Linked DNA regions of Mus musculus: all the other regions are linked to region 3. Evidence: chromatin contacts called from public Hi-C and HiChIP or PLAC-seq data. All regions are on one chromosome and are shown on one strand. Each heading gives the region's core, a stretch centred on a gene start, on an enhancer-like site or on the middle of the called end of the contact. The rest is flanking DNA. Distances are from core to core; before and after follow the strand shown.

Region 1 (3,590 bases), core at 529-3,028, 510 kb before region 3:
GAAAAATTAAACCACTGTACATGTGTTCTTTCCTGATCTCCTCTGGGAGAAACTATACCTGCTTTGTTGTAACCATTTCTCATTCAATCTAAAGGGTAAGCCAAGGATTTGATGCTTTTCCCATCATCTTTTTTGTAATGAAAGTTTCAGTCTGCTCTGAGGAACCTTTTTCACTGGAGTGATTTCAGAGAAAAATAGGGCTTGTACAACATCGGGGAGCGCAGAGTGTAGCAACGAGATTGTTAGAGATGAGGAAATGGCCGACTCTGTAGCACACCAATGCCTTCGAATAGGTAATTGCTATTCCATTTACCAATGAGGAAAGGCAGGATATTAAAAATTAAGCAAACCACACATCCAGGTGATGGTGAGCTTGGGCAGGCTTCCAGATGTACTTCCTTTTAGTGGACTTTTAACTCATCATTTAACTTGAATGGCTGGGTCATCATTTCCTCTCCTGACATGTGTGAGGTGTATGTGCTGTAATACAAGGGATATTTTTTTCCATGAACCTTAAACTTAGGGCTGCCAAGAAGAGGGCTATCAATGTGGAAATGCTCATCCTCCTCGCTAAAGCTCTTCATAGTCATCTCTGAAGAGAAAAGCATATGATGGCTGTTTAGAACACTTCTGGACACTGTTGTTGGTCCTTGATCCCTCTCTAGCATTTTGTAACATGTTTGATGGTGTCTTCATTGTATCTTTCCATCTGTGTAAAAGTGCATTTTTCTTAAGTTCTGAGGCAACTTTGAGGCTAGTATCTGTTCAACAGTGCCCAGAGGAAGATGTTAGGAAATGTATAATTTGAAATAACAGCTTGCCACTTGCTAAGTTCAAGACATGTTACCTCTCATTGTTTCGTTTCTGTTTATAACTCAGATTGTGGATTTCTCCATGAAAGATTATATTTATCACTTTTGACTTCCCAAGATAAAGAGAGAGTCTGACTCTAAAAGTGCATTGATAACAATTTGTCAGTGTTAATAGATGTGAAGACATGTTCAACTGGAGTATCCAGTTAGTATACTAAGCCTAGCCATATATACTGCTAGGACCACCTTATTTTATAGAGGAAGACACTGAGACCAGATTTGGAGTTAATGATTCAGAATCATGAAGCTCTGTGTTATCAGGAAGAAGGGGGAGATTTTTAGATGGATCTGTAACCCCCAGAGTAGTAGGTTACATAACAAAACGTTTTATATCTAAACAAGTCTTTGTTGCGATGAAATGCTATTAACTTTGACACATCAAATTTTAGAACTTCTTTGACTGTTGGTATTAGCAAAGGACAGCAGGCAGTTGGAAGGGTCCAGGGGCAAATTACTGCCTTCACTCAGTTCATCCCCTGCCTCAGGCTGCTAGTGCTTCCAATCTTTGGACACGTTCCACAAAATACTGTTTGGAAAACATGGCTGCATTGACCCTCCTTGTTGCCTTTATTAGCTCTATAAATAACTAAACAAATTAACAAAAGAAGAAAAGAAACACATAGGCACACACAAACAGATGCATATGCAGATACACACTTAGATGCACACACAAGCACACACACAGGCACACACACAGGCACACAAAAAGACACACAGAAACTCACACATACAGGCACACACACACACACACACACACACACACACACACACACAGACACTCACTTCGACTCTCTTCTGAGCAGGAAGCTTTATCCACTTGGTAACCCCAGTTGAGATCAGAGGAGTCAGTGTCGTTTTCAGGCAGCAGTACAAAGTGATCATTCTTGCCCTTTTGACTGAAGACAGAGCAGTGGGGTGGGTCTTGCAGGACACATCTGCAGGGCTGTATCTCACAGGAAGTGGTTCAGCTCTTCAGAGATAAGTTTCATTGGGGAACAAAGAGGGATTTTGTTCACCACTTTAAGAATGGAGCATTGAACCTGGACAGGGCTTCTCAGTTCCTGCAGCTGACAACAAGGCAAAACCAACCCAACCTGCTCCTTCCCCTTCTGAACACAGGCAGAGCGCTTGCCGGATGGCCCTCCTCTCCCCTCCAGAGGTCGAGATAGTTTCCCCTGCACTTTCTTATACAATTTCTGCTACCTCATCACGTTCTTTAGAATCAGGCTTGGACATTTACACTTGTGTCCGTTTGACACTTTTTCATCCTCTTCGGGAATCTGCATAACTCAGCCTGTTGAGAATAAGAGGCCCTAAATAGCAAGTGCCATTGCTAAGGGTTTGATTTAGCCCAGTTTGCTTCGACCAAAGTACCATAATGATACAAATACAGACAGGACTTTTTGTTGTTGTTTTGGGGGAAAGGACACTGTGAGTCAAGACAGACTTTGTGTCAATGTTCATCCAGATCTTCAGCTATAGGTTTGATTTTGACCTTGAATGATTTGCTAAGATCTTTGTACCTCCTAATTTTCAAGGCAGGAAGGAGTACTCCCATTTTCTATTTGGCAGCTCTAAAGCAGCATGTTCAAGTGTTTTGCCTGATGGCCCATGACAAGTGAATGCTAAGGATGTCTGCGTAGGGTTCCTTATGTGTTCCAGGGAAGCTGGACTGCTGGTGCAGCAAGCACATGATTCTCAGCCCTGCATCTCCATCTCAGCTTCAGAGGCACAGGTCGGAGCATATTTGACTTTGTGGAAACTATACATTTCCTGTGAGATAATGAGGTGTGGTATGGAGGCAGGCAGGATTTATATGGCAGTTAAATGTAGTTTGGTATCCAACGTATGATTGCATTATTCACCATGGCATAGCAAAGTTCACCTCTGCCCCCTCACTTTTGGCTGGATCAGCAGATGTGGACCACGATTAAGGAAGCACTGTCAGATATTTCTTTATAGTCTCATTTTCCTACTCACCATTGCCTGCAATGCCCTTGCCTGTGGGAAAAGTGACAAAATAAACAAGCCCTTTCAAACCAGCTTTCTTCTTCTTGCTTTTAGGGAGTGATTTAGGCATGTAGATTTGCCCTGGGGGAGAATTATCATCCTTGGCACAATGCTTGTGGGAATGGGTTTCCTAAGCAGACTGCTAGGCAAAGTCTTAGGTCTCAGATAGGAAAATGAAATCCTGTGATATCATTCATGTAGCTAGCAATAACAGCAGAAGGTTAATGCATACTGATATTCCTTTTGTTTTTTTTTGTTTTGTTTTGTTTTGTTTTGTTTTGTTTTGTTTTGTTTTGTTTTTTCTAGACAGGGTTTCTCTGTGTGGCCCTGGCTGTCCTGGAACTCACTTTGTAGACTAGGCTGGACTCAAACTCAGAAATCTCCCTGCCTCTGCCTCCCGAGTGCTGGGATTAAAGACATGCACCACCACTGCCCTGCTCCGCTATTCTTATAAAAGGTGTTCATTGGCCTAATAAGACAATAAGAAGCAAGAACAAGGAGATAGAGGGTAAGAATATGACAAACCTTAGTTTCCTACTAAATAAATACAGGACAGTTACACACACGTAAATGCACAATTATAAATATAACTTTTGCAAGCTTCTTAGGTGTATATTTGCTTTGATGTTCACAGGTAGAATATTGAAATGTAGAATTTGGGCATCATTTGTCTCACAAAGCTAGTAGAAAGAAACTGGCCTTGAAATG
Region 2 (4,065 bases), core at 1,068-3,567, 400 kb before region 3:
ACTGACTCCATTTCATTGCTGTTGTGAATGGAGCAGTCACAAGTATGGTTGTACAATATCTTTGTAGTGCGATATAGAAGTCTTTGGCTACATACCTAAGAATAGTATCATCTGTTAATTCTATTTCTCCTTCTGAGAAATCTTCAGACTAAATTCCATACTTATTACTGCTGTTTAGTTAAATTGACATGACATTAAACTACCTTCTAAGCATCTATGATTATACCACAGAGAAATGTTACTATCACCTTTAATCAGAAAAGACTTTTTGCAGTGAATGCAAAGACCCAAGGTAAAAAAAAGAAATGAAGATTGAATGCTTAGTAATAATTGAGAAATTCATACCATAAATTTTAAGACACGCGGAATAATGTGCAAGAGAGGATGGAAAGAATGTAAGAGATGAAGGATTGAGAGAAGGGCTGCAAAATGTCCCCTTCTATGTATTACACAGTCATTTAAAGATGAAATCACACTAGATGTGATTATTGGCATAGGGCTTACATAAGACTGGAAAAGGAAGTAGTCAACTATGGAAGGAAGGGTCTTACTGGGTTCTACCACTTACTGATGGACTTTTGGCAACCAACTTATTATAGGAGAGGGGGTACCACTTCCTGCTCCTTAAAAGTTTAGCATTTGTGTATAATACATACAAATTTCTCTCTTCTAGTTCTTAATTTAGTTCATTGAAGGAGAGTGGTACCATGTCTTCACTGAATGAGCCTGAGGAAATGAGTAATCTCTCAAATATGCTTTCATTATCCTTAAAATGAAGAAAGTAACCTTTTTTTGACTGGCATTGTGAATTTCCAATGGATAGAAGGTACACAGTCCAATGCCTGGCATAAAGTAACAGTTTACTGTATTTAACTGCTATAAGCAATGATAGAAAGGGCTGCATCTGAATGAGGTGGAGTGCCCACAGCCAGCGAGTATTCTTTTTGCTCCCACTTTTGTTGTGTTCCTGATAGGGATTCCCACCAAACTCCAGTAGAAGTTTCCAAATCCACGATCACTCATATGGCTTTGGTTTATGTCAGAACTCACAATATGAAACAGAAAGACACGAACTGATGAAAGAGATTCAGAAGCAAAAGGTAAAATGGACACAGGTGAGAGAGTAGGAAGTGGGAATTATGTGAATACACTATATATGAAATTGTGAAATGCAAATTTCAGTGAACTAAATTAAGAACTAGAAGAGAGGAATTTGTGTGTATTAAACACAAATGCTAAACATTTGAGGAGCAGGAAGTGGTTCAGTCTCTGATTTATTACTGTACTTGTTCGCATGCACCAGGTTACCACATTTTACCCACAGATAAGAACGGTGACTCTGTTTTAATTACATATCAATGAATAAGGAATAAATCCTCACCTTATTATATTGAAGGTAAAGCATTAAACAGACAATTAGACTAACATAGGACAGGTAAGTAGCACATCAGGCTAGTGAGGCTGAAGGAATTGGTAATTGTAGAAACAAGTCAATGTTGAAGTTAGGGTCCAGGAACTTGGGCTAGGTAGGGGTAAGACTTAAAGAGAAGCCTACTAATGGTAAGTAGAGGGGTCTATGAACTGGAGAAACTATTGAGTGAAAGAAGAGATAAAATGATCATCAAGTCATCATAAGGTGTAGTATTTGTCTGTTTATGTTAAAGGGATAAAAATCTCAGGTAAGATTTAAACCTAAAGGTAATATAAGAAAGGACAAGTGGTATTGGAAAATAACTCCAAAAGTGGCTCTAAGTTCTGAGATGTAAAAGTTTGGGGTGGCTAATTCAGGTGGTTTACTGATGTTATTTAGAACATTCAGACTAGCTATTAAAAACTCAAGTAGCAACTTAAAAAAATGATTCTTGACTCTCTGCTTCCACTCATCTGTTATGTTACTCATTCAATACCTGAGGGGACAACAGAGGCACTATTTATTATGGGTCTCATCATTTCTCAGAGCACTTCTGAGTTTATTTGATAATATTTAATGTTTGAAGTGAAGCTTACATTGCAATGTGTCACAAGTTTAAGCTGAAGAGAGCTCGTGGCATTTAGGGAAATATAGACTTCAACGGGAATCTCACAGTTTCAAGTAACAATGTAAATGGTGCAGCCAAATAAGGAAGGGATAAAAAGAACTCAGTGTCACCTCTGGCTGTTTGGTGGTGGAGGTTGTGTGAGGGTTTGATTTGTCTGGAAGAAAGAAGAGAGGATGCTGTTACAAAGTACTTCTCAGGCATTCTAGAGAGCACTAAAGAATTCAGACACTAAAGACATAGCTGGAACCTGGAGCCTGAGAAACTGCTCACTGTAACACTCTAGAATGAGTTGTATTGAGCAGTTTCAGCTTACCATGTCTCACTGAATGAGCCCGAGGAAATGAGTAATCTCTCAAATATGCTTTCATTATCCTTAAAATGAAGAAAGTAACCTTTTTTTTGACTGGCATTGTGAATTTCCAATGGATAGAAGGTACACAGTCCAGTGCCTGGCACAAAGTAATGGTTTACTGTATTTAACTGCTACAAGCAATGATAGAAAGGGCTGCATCTGAATGAGGTGGAGTGCCCACAGCCAGCGAGTGTTCTTTTTGCTTCTTATGAAGTCTGTTGGGATTCTTTGGGCTCTAAAAATAAAATTAAACAGTCTTTAAATTTTAAGTGGATATAGTAATTATTTGTAGATCAGTTTTCAAGCTTTAACTTTTAGCTGCAAAATCATTTTAAGCTCTGATCTTTCAATTATTCATTTCTACTATATTTTAATAAAAGGAATGTAAATACATAATGAGTATGACCAAATTGCAGGTCCAATGTTTTGTACCAATTAGGTTCTAAAATATTAAAGATGGGTGTATTAAGCAGGCTTTTTAAAGGTTGCAAGAGAGGTTCAACTTCCTCAATTCCTTATTTCTATCCAAGTCTCATTTCCTGTCAGTTACCCATTTGAGCCTTTCTGTGTATTTCAGAACATGAGAGCTAGCTCACAACCATGGAATCATGAATGTTGCATAGGAAATGAGGAACAGTTCTTAGCCTTCAATGAAAACGAGATGTGCCATGAGAACACAATCCTGTCATTCCCTGTGAGTTGTGCCAGTCAGTGACAGTGCTGAGCTATCCTGGCCACTATTTTGATGACCATTGCCATTTACATAGACAGCCAACCTTCAAGTCTCTGTCTCCAGCTATGACTTTGTCTTCTACTTCACATAAACTTGCCCAGTTCTTCATGGGATTGTCTATTACAATACCATAGGAAGCTTGATTAGCAAGTCCCCCCTCCAACCTTTATTATTTCATATAGTCTGTTCTATTTCTAGTACAGAAATAAATGGCATGACTTAAGCTAGTACTCTCGAAGTCATACTTGTTAGTGCAGCTTTAGTGGCTTTGATGGGGAAAAAACTTGTTTATGTGCAATTAGAGCTTGGCCAAATGATTCAACCATTCAAGGTATCATTTTCCTCATTTGTTATGTAGGGTCATGCTAATCCTGGGCTCACAGATTTGGTATGATAAATAGTTTTAAGTGCTTAGAAAATTACTTGTTACATAGGAAAAAACTATATAAATAAAAGAATTGTACACAGCATTCCAAGAAAGCTATTACTTTTATACCTTCCTCTATAAGTCTACTGGCATCCCTTAAATGCTGATTCAACCTCCAGAATATAGTAGATATTTTTATTTTCATCCTGGCTCAACCCTTGTTCCTTCCTGTCTCCAGTCTCTACGGCAACCAGAATGACATTTACTGAATTCAGATTGGTCATATTAGCTCCTGATCACAAGCCTTCATTGTGTTGGCCAAGCTAATTTGGTTTTCCATGGTCTGGCTCCTGTCTGCATCTCTAGCTGCTTTGCATCCTTCTCATCTCTATGTTCTAAGAAATTCAAATTAAGTCTGAACCGTTAAGCCTGTCTCTATTTGCTCTCTTCCTGCTGATGAAATGCCATATTGTCTCTATTTTTTTTTTTTCAGGGCTGGTATAAGCATCATGCTGGCATGCTGTAAAATCTTTGCTACTTCTAGAAGAAGAGTCACCTGCTTTGTGCTCAGCCT
Region 3 (3,542 bases), core at 272-2,771:
AATAAACAAAGCCTGGGATCCAGATAGCAGCCAAAGAAAATTCCAAGCCACACAGTCTTGCCAGCATGGCTGTGCCATAACTGTGAGTCTCTGGCACCTGGTTACCTTGATCTGTCACAGGCTCAAGAGAATGTGTCATACCCCCATTCCCACTCCTTTAGCAAGGTTCAATGTCTTTGTCCAGCCTCAGCTTGTAAATAAAGTAAGAGAAACTCAGATTTACTGGCATTCGTAGCTGCTCACAGTTCAAGAGTTCTGGAAGGTCTTCTTTCCAGAACTTTGGTTTCTATGGGATGAGTGTCGTCCTGGCTGGTTTTTGGCTCATATCTAAGTGCTGGATCATCTCCATTCATCATTTCTGGGCTGGACAAGATTCTCTTGTCTGAGCTGTGGATGTCCCCTGCTGGAAATGGCTGTTCACTGCAGCTGAGGGAATTGGTACAATTGTGGCAGCTGTGGATGCACTTATGTGTGTCAGGACATCCTCCCTGGCTGATTACATGATTCCCACCAGGAACACAGTCAGAAAACTCACTCTGTGACCCTGCTCTTACACTCCTGCTTTATTGGCAATTTCACCTTCTAAGTTATGATAACCACTCCTTATAAAGCACGGTATGTGTTAATATGACAAGCTCTCAACATTTGTTTCTAAAATCCATAATCTTGTTGCATACAGAATGGATTATCTTATTTAAACTGTCACATATTAATAAATTCTGAGTGGAATTACAGAATTTTATATTGTAAGAGTTCAGGCCTTGAGAATAGGTGGCCCCCATTAGTGTAACTTGCACAGGATATTTGTTTTACTTGTCTTCTTGTCCACAGGGTGCCTCTCCTGATACAGAGAATACACAAAACCACTTGGCTGTGGTTTTTCATCCTCAGGTGCAATTTTTTTCTGCTCTTCATCTTTCATTCTATATGTGCTCATTTGCAGCATTCGTGCCAGTGGGCTTTGCTTTGTTCTGCTTTCTATGTATCTGATCAAAATCCTCTCCCTTTTCAAAGCCTGCTTTTTTTTTTTTTCATCAGAAAATTTAGGGAGCTTTACTAACTGACTTAATTTTCCTTCCAAATGTAAAGTGCTGCTGTGACAGGCATCCTATGTGAAAGACATTCTGTAGTCCATGTTTCTGGGAAAATTCTCATTGATGAAGGAAACAAAATTCAGTTGTGTACAACTTATAAGATTATAAGAGGTGAGAGTACAGGCTAGTTCTTGGTCTGGACTGTCATTTGGGAGCATACTTTTCAAGACAAAAGCCACTAATCACTTATCCAAGACATCAGAGGATGGGCAAAATCAACCGTCCAGTGTCCAGCTGAATCACAGTTGCTGATTGTTCCAGCCAGTTGGGAGTTTTCACCATGTGATCAGCCCAAAGGCATTTCTTCAGCTGCCAGCACAGAGGCTTGTCGAATCTGCTAAGAAACCAGATGCAGCAAATACATATCCTCTACAGCCTGGCATCTGGGGTTTGTGCCTGCCAGCTGAGGAAAAAAGCCTGGGCTGCATGGAGCTCAGGGTGGAGATGTGGAGATCATAGACAGAAAACAGTGAGATCATCACATGTTTCTCATTGTGCTAGAAAAAAAAAAACCCTATTGTTGGAGAGCATGTGAGAACTTTGTAAGAACCAGATTAAGTATGCCTGGATTACATGATGGAACAATTATATGCTGTGGACTAACACATATTTGTTTTACTGAAAGTCTGTTCCTACTATTTTACTTTTTTCGTATGCAAAAGCGCTTATACAATTGACTCAGTGCAACTGTATTCATCAAGCAATCCATCTTATTCATATATATTTATGTGTACATGATGCATGCACATCATGTATATGTCTTTATTCTTCTTAGCCCATTAGTTTTTCCCAGATAAGAACTTCAATGTTACCTTCTTACTACCATTGTAGACCATAAGTGACTGGGTATTCTGGGTAATACCCTTATTTTGTTTTGTTTAAATCCCTTTCCCATATAAATTATATAAATATTATTCATTAAACTCCATTCCTTTCAATACAGTTAGCCAAATGATTATTGAATACCCACCTATGCAAAATATGGTATGACCATGAGACTGAAGGAGCAAGGAATCCAAGAAGCTTATGACCACATGGATCAAAGCTGAGTGGCCAGAGCCAGTGATGGATAGGTGTCAAGAGCTTCAGGCAGTAAAAAAGAAGCCAAAACAGAGGATTTTTACTTTGTGTGCTATCTGTGGCTAGGGCTCACAGTAATGTGAGAGTGGGGACCTGAAGATGTATTTTTCTTTCTTTCTTTCTCTCTTTCTTTCTTTCTTTCTTTCTTTCTTTCTTTCTTTCTTTCTTTCTTTCTTTCTTTCTCTCTCTCTCTCTCTTTCTTTCTTCCTTTCTTCCTTCATTCCTTCCTTTTTCCTTCCTTCCTTCCTTATTTTCTTTCTTTCTTTCTTTCTTTCTTTCTTTCTTTCTTTCTTTCTTTCTTTTCCTTCCTTCCTTCCTTCCTTCCTTCCTTCCTTCCTTCCTTCCTTTCTTTATTTTTCCTTGGTTTTCAAATATAAAGAATATATAATAAGGGGGGTAACTATGCCACATTATTTAATCAAGATTGTTTAACATTGTATTGTTTTAGAATGGATTTCTATGGCTCTATCTAAACAGCAGTACTGAAGAAAGCCATGCCCAGCCTCTTGTTATTTTCAAAGTAAGGCTTTGGCTTTTTCAGGTCATTTTATAGTATTTGTGTGCACACTGATCATATTATACAGACAGCAGAATATTGTGGCTTTCTCTTAACTAATACCCACCATTCATATGTGAATTCTTCTTAGGTTATTACTATACCTGTCAGCACATGTTACCATATGATTATTGGTTATTAATTATTTAATACCTACATTGTGAAACACATTGCCATGACCAGGAAGCTGACGGGCCAAGGTGTCCTAGAAGCTTATGGTCATGATGAATGGCTCAGCTCCCACAGGCAGTGGGTGCATAGGTATGGGGAGGTGCATTCCATAGAAAAGTAGCTCAGACAGATGGCACATCGTGCTACTTTTCTTTCCTGTATCCTTCCCCAAACTTTTGTCCACTCCTGACCATCATTAAGTAGACTTCTATGTAAACACTGACTTTTATAATTTTTTCTAAAATAAACATTATACTGCATGCTCTTCAACTTATAGTTCTTATCTAATAAAACATTAATCATTCAATTACTGATAAGCATTGCTTTTCTAAAGTCATCTTCCTTTTATACTATAATTAATGCTAAAAGACTATTGCTTATATTTATCCTCATAAAATTTTATCGTGTAGACTTTCAGGAATAATATTAAATAGTAATAACATAGTCATTCCAAAGCAAACAAAAAGAAGCCTGACTAAAAGCGACTTCCAAACATTTAAGAAGAGCTAATTCCAGTGTTCCTCAAACTGTTCCACAAAATAGACATGAAATAAGCACTACTAAGCTCATGTTACAATGCCCATATAAGCCAGATATCAAAATCAGCTGAGACAGAACAAAAACAATTAAGTAAACAGACA

Evidence for each region. Hi-C and Micro-C count contacts between places; a contact is called where the count stands out from the background. HiChIP or PLAC-seq counts read pairs in DNA pulled down with a chosen protein or histone mark.
Region 1: a contact with region 3 is called in an H3K27ac HiChIP or PLAC-seq map of oligodendrocyte precursor cells, with 12 times the contacts expected there. The contact joins two enhancer-like sites. A contact is called at or near these places in 11 of 484 Hi-C or Micro-C datasets (adipose-derived mesenchymal stem cells, embryonic fibroblasts, embryonic stem cells and 6 more) and 2 of 115 datasets of contacts at active chromatin or transcription factors (oligodendrocyte precursor cells and stem cell-derived neural progenitor cells).
Region 2: a Hi-C map of neural progenitor cells shows a contact between it and region 3, with 4 times the contacts expected there. The contact joins two enhancer-like sites. A contact is called at or near these places in 3 of 484 Hi-C or Micro-C datasets (cerebellar granule neurons and neural progenitor cells) and 1 of 115 datasets of contacts at active chromatin or transcription factors (stem cell-derived neural progenitor cells).

Annotation. Positions count from the first base shown.
Region 1 is chr4:97,542,464-97,546,053 of GRCm38.p6, reverse strand. No RefSeq gene overlaps it. Among named protein-coding and RNA genes, the nearest start is that of E130114P18Rik, 40 kb to the left of the region's middle. Within about 2 kb of position 1,778, at least 41 of the 459 cell types and tissues checked have an H3K27ac peak or open chromatin away from gene starts, as enhancers often do. A contact at or near this core is called in neural progenitor cells and oligodendrocyte precursor cells, where this site is marked.
Region 2 is chr4:97,431,188-97,435,252 of GRCm38.p6, reverse strand. No RefSeq gene overlaps it. Among named protein-coding and RNA genes, the nearest start is that of Gm40207, 17 kb to the right of the region's middle. Within about 2 kb of position 2,317, at least 12 of the 459 cell types and tissues checked have an H3K27ac peak or open chromatin away from gene starts, as enhancers often do. A contact at or near this core is called in neural progenitor cells, where this site is marked.
Region 3 is chr4:97,034,705-97,038,246 of GRCm38.p6, reverse strand. No RefSeq gene overlaps it. Among named protein-coding and RNA genes, the nearest start is that of Gm27521, 120 kb to the right of the region's middle. Within about 2 kb of position 1,521, at least 11 of the 459 cell types and tissues checked have an H3K27ac peak or open chromatin away from gene starts, as enhancers often do. A contact at or near this core is called in neural progenitor cells and oligodendrocyte precursor cells, where this site is marked.